2 separate regions of the Rattus norvegicus genome follow, and region 1 is linked to region 2. A link is a contact called in public Hi-C data. All regions are on one chromosome and are shown on one strand. Each heading gives the region's core, a stretch centred on a gene start, on an enhancer-like site or on the middle of the called end of the contact. The rest is flanking DNA. Distances are from core to core; before and after follow the strand shown. Region 1 overlaps Nfia (nuclear factor I/A). Region 2 overlaps LOC120103114 (a long non-coding RNA gene).

Region 1 (4,582 bases), core at 1,736-4,235, 120 kb before region 2:
CATAGCTCCTCCTCACATGGAAAAACAAACTGCCTCACGGACACGTCAATTCCTAAGTTGAAATACAAAGGGGGGGGAGTAATTTTTAAATTACTAAGGCAGTTATGTCAGTTACAGTGGCAGCTCTACAATGATGTCCTTCCAACTTATGGATCTGTTCTCCTAGAGGTAGATAGCTCACTACAGATGCTAACACAGGAAGAGGGACTCAGGCTAATGGTGAATGTCACAGACATTACTTCACTATGTATGGCATAGTAATAATAGTAGTTGTGTTCGTATAGTACACATTTCTTAAAAGTTTGCCATTTGCCAGGCAATAAGTTATCCATTCTACCTGAATTGCCTCATTTAACCCTTCCATTAAGTAGCTACTATTGCAGCTGACATGTTTCCGGTATGTCAACTCTTCTGAGTCCTTTTGGGCTTCTGTGAGAGCTGTGTACTGCTCCACTAGAGACTCCAGAGTGACCAGGCATAAAGAGTACCTATTTGGGGGGGGGGTGAGGGGGACATATAAGATCCTGCTCTGATATTTAATATGTATCCAATCTGTGTCCCACCAGTTACTTTTCCTTTGGCTTAGTTTCCTTCCCTAGAAAATGGGAAGGACAGTGGCAGTCTCTAAGAGGGTTACAACCAAGATTAAATAGAATAATATGTAAAACCGCTCAGGATCTGGTGCCTTAGAATTACACAGGTAATTCTAAGATTGTATTTTGTTTCTATCTCTAAGTAATGAATTTTTCTTTAAAGGCCAATTAATCTAAATCAAATGCAGCTGTAATTAAAATAATCCTATGATATAGGAAATGTTTTTAAATTTAATTTTCCGATGAGAAAAGTTTATACAAGCTAATCAACCAACTGCACTGTCATGCTGCCTTCAGTACAGACAGAATGACCTTCAAACTTCATCCCCTCTGGATCAGCATGTACTTTCAAAGGAGAACTAGATGTTTATCAAGGTATACGTACGATAATAAGAGTCTTCTGGGGGCTGGTAGTCTATTGGATTCCTCGGTGAAACTGAAGGTAAATTGATATATTTTAGAATATCCCAACTTGACCCAACATTTTATTCCGTATGTGATTAGATACAATACGAAAAGCACGGAAGAGAATATCTATGATTTTCTGTCCTTGTAGGACTGACATGAAGGTGACAGGGAAAACATGCAAGTAACTGGACAAAATAAACTGGGGCATTTTTGGATTTTCATAATATTCTATGTAAAAGCATGATTGCCAACCTCAGATTACTCCTGTATGGAGATATCCTCTGAGCTGAGAGCTGAAGGGCAAGAATGTATCACACAAAAGAAAAGGGAGAGACCTCATTATAAGCAGACAACAAAGAGCAAACAGACTAGCAGATTCAACCTCAAAAGGAGACCAGCAAGGTTCAAGCATACAAAAAAATCAATAGGATAAAGTGAGGCTAGAGAGGCAGGTACAGATGCCAGATCATGTAGGGTAGGCCATGGCTACCAGTTTGAATTGTATTCTAAATGCATTGGAAAACACTAAACATTGTAAGCAAAGGGATGATAGAAACTACAGTAATTCTTTATATTGCTAGACTGGGTGCTGTGTGGATGAGCAAAATGGCAAAGACCTCCTTTTTCCTTTCAAAAAATTTTCCTGCTAAAACTGGAGATGTGTTTTATGTTTGATTCTAATTGTGTGTTTTTTCTTCAAGCTTACCTTCTAACATTTTTATAGCCCAAAAGAATCTTAATTCTCTCTTTTAATGTCCCGAAGGTATGTGGAAAACAAAGAAACCGAGGCACAGGTCTTTCGAGACTTGCCATGTAAGGAAGAACAGACTTCATTCACTTAAAAAGTCAGATAGATGGGGTCAGGGTACAAAATCATAACAAAGCATGAGACTTACACCAGTCTTTGCTTTGGGAAATATAAACTCCACATTTGACATTTGCAGTTCTCCTTCTATTTTGAAATCTTTACAATGTAGCTAAATCTCACAGAATTCTCACTTTAAGTCCTTCAGCTTTCAAGTCAGACACATCTACGGACCCTGTAGGGTTAAATGCAGCTCTGCAAAGTCAGAGAACTGTGTGTTCTGTCTGGGAAAAGTTCATGAACGTAATTTTAAGCTCTTGTTTTCTTTCAGTCCCTTCCTTCAGGTTTATTGCTAAAAATCTGACTCTCTAGGTTCCATTTAGCCATTTTCCTACAAAAGCTCCCCAAAGTGACAATGCTTTAAAAAAAAAGCCAAAAAACAAAAGGGGGAGGGGTGGGGAGCCAGTGTGAAGTTCCTCTGAGTTCCTGCTCTCTTGGAGCACGGCTCCTATCACACAATAATGTGTTATTTTGTTGAATTTTGGCATTCATCTAGCTTGTTTGGTCAGAAGCCAAAAAATTAAGAGTGTGTCGGTCCACCAGTTTCTCAGCAGAGAAGCGTTCTTCTCACTCAGCCAGTGCGCTGTGCCCCTGGCCTTTGGCCAAGAAGGGAAATCCATTTTACATAAAGAATGCACCGAGCTCAAGTGCGCAGAGACTTTTTACCTGCTGAAATAACTTTGTGGACAAATGCCAGTCCACTAGACACATTCTGCAGGCACATTTGGCATGCAACGCAAGGCAAAGGACTCTGCGGAGGAAGCAGGCTTTTTCGGAACAAGGAAATGGCTGTGCTGCCCTCGTGGCACGTCACGTGGCTTGGCACGGCGCGCTGATTGGCTGCGGCGGGTAAACACGGCGCCATGTACGGCAGCGTCGTCGCCTCACAGGTCGTGAAATGGCGCCGGGGGCCCAGCCGGCCACGGCCCCCTCGAGTTCCTTGTTTTTGTTTTTGTTTTTCTGCTTTTGTTTTAATGAAGCTCACGGATTTGAGTAGAAACAGATTTCTCACAAACTTGCTTCTCCGGCTCGATTTCACAGCTCGGCATACACTCGGGCTGTCACAAGCTTGACAGCGTTCCAGCGAAAATACTAACTGTAAACTTTGCAAGGAGAATTAAAGGAGCAGGCAGAAATGTCAGGAGGGTGTCCTTCTCAGAGCACGTGCATCTGCAACCAATGGCTTCCAGTAAGGTCCCACCTCTGCAGGGCACAGCGGGAAGGAAGGAAAAATAGATAATTCCCCTTTGGCCGAAGGCAAGAAGGAGCTCTCTTCCTCTCAGGCCTGACCAGTTGAACACTGCACACTCTGGTGTATAAATATTTGCCTCTGGCTGAAGTTCAAGCCCTCTGTGGCTGCCAGACACAACAGAAAACCAACATTCAAGGGAAAGTGTTTACTGCGGTGATGGCCAAAGGAGCAACGGCCAACAAATGGTCACATCTGATTGGCCAGGCCTGCCTATGGCAATATCAGAAAGCACCAGGCCGCTAGCCACTGACCACTGGGGTGTTCCTACCCTTTCAGTAATGGCTACGTTCTTTAACACGCAGCATCGCTTGTTAACACAAGACCAGAAGGCTTACTGGTGGTTTCCCATGTGCTCCTCCAGAGCAAGCTGCCCAAATAATCCTCAACCATTTTCTTAACTCTTACCACTCCTGCAAAACAAGTAGATGCTCCTTCAAGTTACCCAAGTAGGATCTTGGGGTTTTTTTAAGTGGGTTTTTTTTTTGGTATGTTTTTACCTCTTTTTGTACGTTTCTAACTTTTCAGGTTTAGGGTAAGGCTATTTCTTGTCTCCCAATTCACATTACTAAGAGTACGTGTTCTATAATAGAGGTCTTTAATCACCATTTGGTGAATTTTACACTTTTTTTTAAACACTCAAGGAAAAAAGAAACCTTTGAAAGGTGTCTAAAACCAATTTATTTATTTTGAAAGATACAACCTTGAACCCAGGGCCTTGCACCCATTAGTCAACTGGTCTACTACTGAACTACACCCAGGCTGGTGTTTGTTTGGTTTTGAGATTAGGTATATAACAAGGTAGACTGCTCACTCTGTTCTTGAATTCACTCTGAAGCCTGGTCAAGTTTCAAACTTAGGATTCTCTTGCCTCGGTTTCCAAGGTATGCATCTCAGGTACACGTTTCTACAACCGGTTAAGATGTTTCAAAGTCCTGCATCCTTCAAAATACCTAACTCCAAACCTGAAGAGTTCTAAAGCATGTGGAAATAATAAGACTGGTCATCAAAAGATTAAGATCTCTAACAGGGATAAAGAAACTAAATGAAAAAGGATCATCAAGAAAATCTTCAGAAAAGTAATGAACTAATGGCTCATATAAAGCATGTAGCTGACTGACATGGCTGTCTTCCATGAGCTTCCAAACGGGGGAAGAGGGTTCGTCATACAATTGAAATACATTATGAAGTTTTGATCATTGTCACATTTACATTGCTGTCTAAAATGGTGACATGAATCACACTTTTCCTTAGCACTGCAAAGGAAATATATTTAGCGGAACTGGATAGTTATTTTAAAAAGAGATATTTAGAAATATAAAGATATGAAAGGTTTTAAAGTATTTTGATTTTATGTCACAAAATTTTAGGTAAAGCAAACTATGCTGTTAGGGATGTTGTTGTTTTGTTATTTTTTTTTTTTTTTGAGGCAAGGTTTCTTTGTGTGAAGAAACTGGCTGTCCTAGA
Region 2 (4,263 bases), core at 203-2,702:
GTGGCAGAGTTCTGTACTTTCTCAGACAGGAGAGCTTGTGGAAGCCATAACAGTGTTCAGATTTCATGTGTCTAAATCTCCACTCAAACCCTCTTAGCAAACACAACCCAAGCCGAACATTCCTAGTCCTCCAGGGGTTTCCACACTGTTAGGTAGTGTCTTCTTAAATTATCTCTTGGAAAGAGGATACCAACTTTCAGTAAACCAGTAAGTGCTCCCTTGCTCCTGGTAAGTTATATTCATCAAGTGTGGGCTACAAGCTAGTCATTCAAGACCTTGGCCCAGGTCTCAACCCTGGAATAGGAATGAAGACTTCATTTATGGCTTGGGGGGGGGGGGGACCCTTTTCATCCAGTTTACCAAGGAGGAAGAGTGCTGAGTGCAATGTGGGCACCCACTTTGTAGGAGACACAATCCATCCACCAGCTTTGCTAACATTGGAAGCACAATCTCAACATGTCCACCATTCTCTGCATAAATGCCCTGGTAGGGGACCAGATCACGAGGCCTTTGTGGTTTCTGTCTCTTTTACCCACCAGCTCGGTGAATAAATCACACACCTGCCCTCTCAAAAGAGGCCAAATCCAGTTTCTGCCTCCCAGGGAGTATGAAGATCACTTTTGTTGGAGTTACTGCCCAAAGCAATTGCTTGAAGTTTTAAGACTCACGTAGAGACTAGGCCTGGTGATATTCCTGCTAAAGTTAACCCTAGGGAAGAGTGCAGTGCTGGAATTCCAAGATCAGAGTGTTAAAATGGGTCTCAATGTAATGGTTCCATAACAGTATTTTCTATTTCTCGTATTCCCTTCTTAGGGGCGGCACATCTGAAGCACAAGAGACTAATAGATACACTCCAACTTTCCTCAAGATAAAAGCTGCCACTAAATGGAGTTGCAACCAAGCGTCGCAACTGCACATACCCCGTTGCCATTGTTTATTTAAATTTACCCCAACAGTTATTTTATGGACTTGAGGACGTGTAACAGGTTCTAATTGGTAGGGGGCGGGGAAAGTCTAGTCAGGTGTCTTTTACTGTTTTCCGATCAAAGAAAGAGTTTGGGTAAAAGAGTAAGCTTTTTGCAGTGTATTTTCTAAGCATTCTTTTCAGTGGCTGTAGGCTTTCCTTCCCTAGACCTCTAAGAGTCATACAGTTCCGCTTTCACTTTTCCTCCCCACAGCCTCGCTAACACACTCTCCCGCCTGTCCCAGGCCGCTGGTACGGAGCGGAGGACCCCCACGATTCCCCCTAACCTAACATGCTCAACTTCAGAAGCTTCTAGGAGAAAATGTCTTCTTCGCGAAGTACAGTCGGAGCAAATCATCCACCTAGAGTTCCCTCCGCTGCTGCAGTAGAAAGGACTTCGGTTGATCTTCAAGCTGGAACCCGCGCACGGGACGTATCCGCCGGTGGCCGCAGCGGAGCAACCCAGGCCGGAGGTTGGCGCCGCCCTACACGTCCTCCCGCCCCGCGGGACATCCCAATGACCCGGTCACTCAGCGCCCAGCCACCGTGGGACCCCACTCTCCTTCCCTACTCTGTTCCGTCTCTCGAAGTGCCCCCAGCCCAGCTGCAATGTGATCACTCCCGACACCCGGCTCCATCGCGTATAACCCCACGCGGGTGAGCTGGGATTCGAATATGGGAACTCAATTTCGCAACGAAAAAGCTCAGGGCCAGGACCGGGTCAGAGGGAAGAAAGACCTTGAAGAGACCGCCCAGGGTGCAGATAGCAGGTCCTGAGGAGGCGGTCTGCGGTTCCCTAAGCAGACTCTGCAGGTGCACCCTGCTGCTTCTCTTGCAAGTCTTTTGAGGTTTGACCTTTTAGAGCTTTGTAAAGTTGTCTCTCCCCGCCCCTCAATCACGGGGTCACACTAGGGATCACACTGTCCTCAGTCCTCTAGTCCCATTGCTGACTTTGGGGAAAGGGGTATAAGAATGAGGGTGGCCTGGGCCGCAGGACTATTGGGGTTCGAGCACCGCTCTGGAGCGCCACGCTGGGCAGAGAGCGCTCAGAGCTCGATCACTACGCTCTACCACTTGGGAAGTGCAGCTTAATCGTTCAGCTCCGCCCACCCCGGAGGAGCGGGGGTGGGGTGGGGGTGGAAGGGGGGAGTGAGGTCGGGGGAGAAAAGAACAGAGAGAGAGAGAGAGAGAGAGAGAGAGAGAGAGAGAGAGAGAGAGAGAGAGAGAGAGAGAGAGAGAGAGAGAGAGAGAGAGAGAGAGAGAGAGAGAGAGAGAGAGAGAGAGAGAGAGACTGGTGACCCGGGTTCTCTTCTTTCAAGTTCCCCTAAGCGAAGCAGGGCGCCACCTACAGTCGAGTTCTAACTAGCACGTTGGTGAGAAGGCTGGTGAACCTTTCCTAAACAAGGCCGGATTTTGGGCACAGCCATCTCATATTTGTAATCACTCCAGACCGATCGGTCTGTTGGCAGGCAGCAACAGACGAGACCATACCGAAAATGCGCGTTGGAGGCGTGCAGAAGTTGGGAAACAGAACAGTACTAGCTCTGATTGGACTTGTTCGCGCTCTAATGGTTTGGCTGGATTTTGATTCCAGTATCTCCTCCAGGTTTCAGCCAAGGAGAGCAGCAGTCAATTTCATTAGGAAGAGTATCTGTGTGACCTTAAACAAGTCGCTCCGTCATTCACTCTCCTTTCTCATCTCCTTTAGAACTATAGCTGTGATAGTTTTTTTTCCCCCTAAATTAATGAGACAAAGTAGGTGAGAAACTGCTGGTGCTAAGAGCTCCTACCTATTTTTAAAGGAGGGGAAACCTTCTGAAAAATAAAACTTTAAAGCCATTGAATATGTGTTTTCTGCTCCATGAAAGATTAGGTCTTTATAAGGAAGAGATGAGAAAGCCAGCCAAGTGGCCCCAATAACTGATTCAAGCACTGGCTATTGGCTCTTCTCTCTAGCTAATCTCCTCATAGACAAAGGAAACATATTAATGGCTGGCTGTGACTACTTAATTACCATTTTGTTTTATAAATTGTTAATTACCACGTGGATGTCATATGATATACATTATCCCCACTGTAAAGACAAGGACATACAGTTCGGAGATGAAAGTTATATCTGTAACTTCAGCAGACCCAAGTCTGTTTCTGAACCTGCTTTTGATGTGTAGTATTAAGTACTGGGAGATCAGGCTAGGAGTTTTTCCATAGGAAGTCACATGATTTTTCATAGCACCTTGGAGAAGAACTGAGGGTTCCTGAAAGGGGGAATGGAGGGCCAGGGAGGTCAAGGATGTCACTTTTGTGGGAGGTGTAGAGGCAAGGGTTTGTTTCCTCTTACAATTCTAGGTTATGTGGGTCAGTAAAGGAAGGCAGGGTGAGAACCTGGAAACAGGAACCAAAGTGGAAGCCATGGGGGAAAGTGCTTACTGGCTAGTTCTTGGCGTCCCTGCCTGTTTTTTCCAAGGGAGTCATTTTCAGAAGTGGCAGAGAAGGGTCACAGGGAACCTTCCTCTGACTACACGTAAGTGACCTGTACTGGCACCTGTGTCGGGACACTTGTAAGACTTATCAAGATAAGCCAGGCAGGAGAATTGGATGAGCTGTGCTGAAGGGACTGTAGCCTAAGCAGTGGTAACTATTGTAGAGTTTCCTTAGGAAATCTTGACAGTGGAAGAAAGAGCCCGGCATGGGGGCAGTAGGAAAAGCCAGAGATAGACTGACTTATACTTCTATTAATATAATTAGTCTGCGCTTACCTCATGGCCTACACAGCCAAATTTCATCAAACAGCCCAATGAAAAGTTTAATAGAGCAATTGCTGTCCTGGCATCTGAACTACAGCAGTTGGGCTCTGTTGTTCTTGTTATGGGAATATATACATTAAGTTTGCCCCCAGCTCAACCCTGGGGCTTCATGAATGCTGGGCAAGTGCTCTACCATTGAGCTAGAGTTCAAGGCCAACACTGCACTTTTTTTTTTTTTTAAAATATCGACTATGTTACTGCTTTGTGTCCTTGTAATATTAGAGTCATTTCTTTCTTTTTTCTTTTTCTTTTCTTTTCTTTTTTCTTTTTTTGTAGTGGCATTTCATAATGAAAGGTTTGGATTACACAGAGAAGCAAATTACACTGCTTTCAGCATTTTGGGGTTACCACTGTGGAAAATTATGCATGAGCTTCCCTTCCTATCCATCAAAGCGTAAAACCCAAACCATCATTCCTACCCATAGCACTGCCTCTACACTAACTAGTAGAATAGCCAGACTTATCAGAGGGCCTCGACGCTGTGAAAATGGCTTG

What was found. Hi-C and Micro-C count contacts between places; a contact is called where the count stands out from the background.
Region 1: a contact with region 2 is called in a Hi-C map of liver, with 4 times the contacts expected there. The contact joins two enhancer-like sites. A contact is called at or near these places in 3 of 12 Hi-C or Micro-C datasets (Schwann cells, frontal cortex and liver).

The regions. Positions count from the first base shown.
Region 1 is chr5:117,646,519-117,651,100 of GRCr8, reverse strand. The region is part of intron 2 of Nfia (nuclear factor I/A); the gene reads right to left. Among named protein-coding and RNA genes, the nearest start is that of Nfia, 92 kb to the right of the region's middle. Within about 2 kb of position 2,985, at least 79 of the 93 cell types and tissues checked have an H3K27ac peak or open chromatin away from gene starts, as enhancers often do. A contact at or near this core is called in Schwann cells and liver, where this site is marked.
Region 2 is chr5:117,526,925-117,531,187 of GRCr8, reverse strand. LOC120103114 (a long non-coding RNA gene) reads left to right here. Exons shown (of 3, transcript XR_010066547.1): 3 at 1-4,263. It also overlaps a transcript of Nfia not described here. Among named protein-coding and RNA genes, the nearest start is that of Nfia, 28 kb to the left of the region's middle. Within about 2 kb of position 1,452, at least 74 of the 93 cell types and tissues checked have an H3K27ac peak or open chromatin away from gene starts, as enhancers often do. A contact at or near this core is called in Schwann cells and liver, where this site is marked.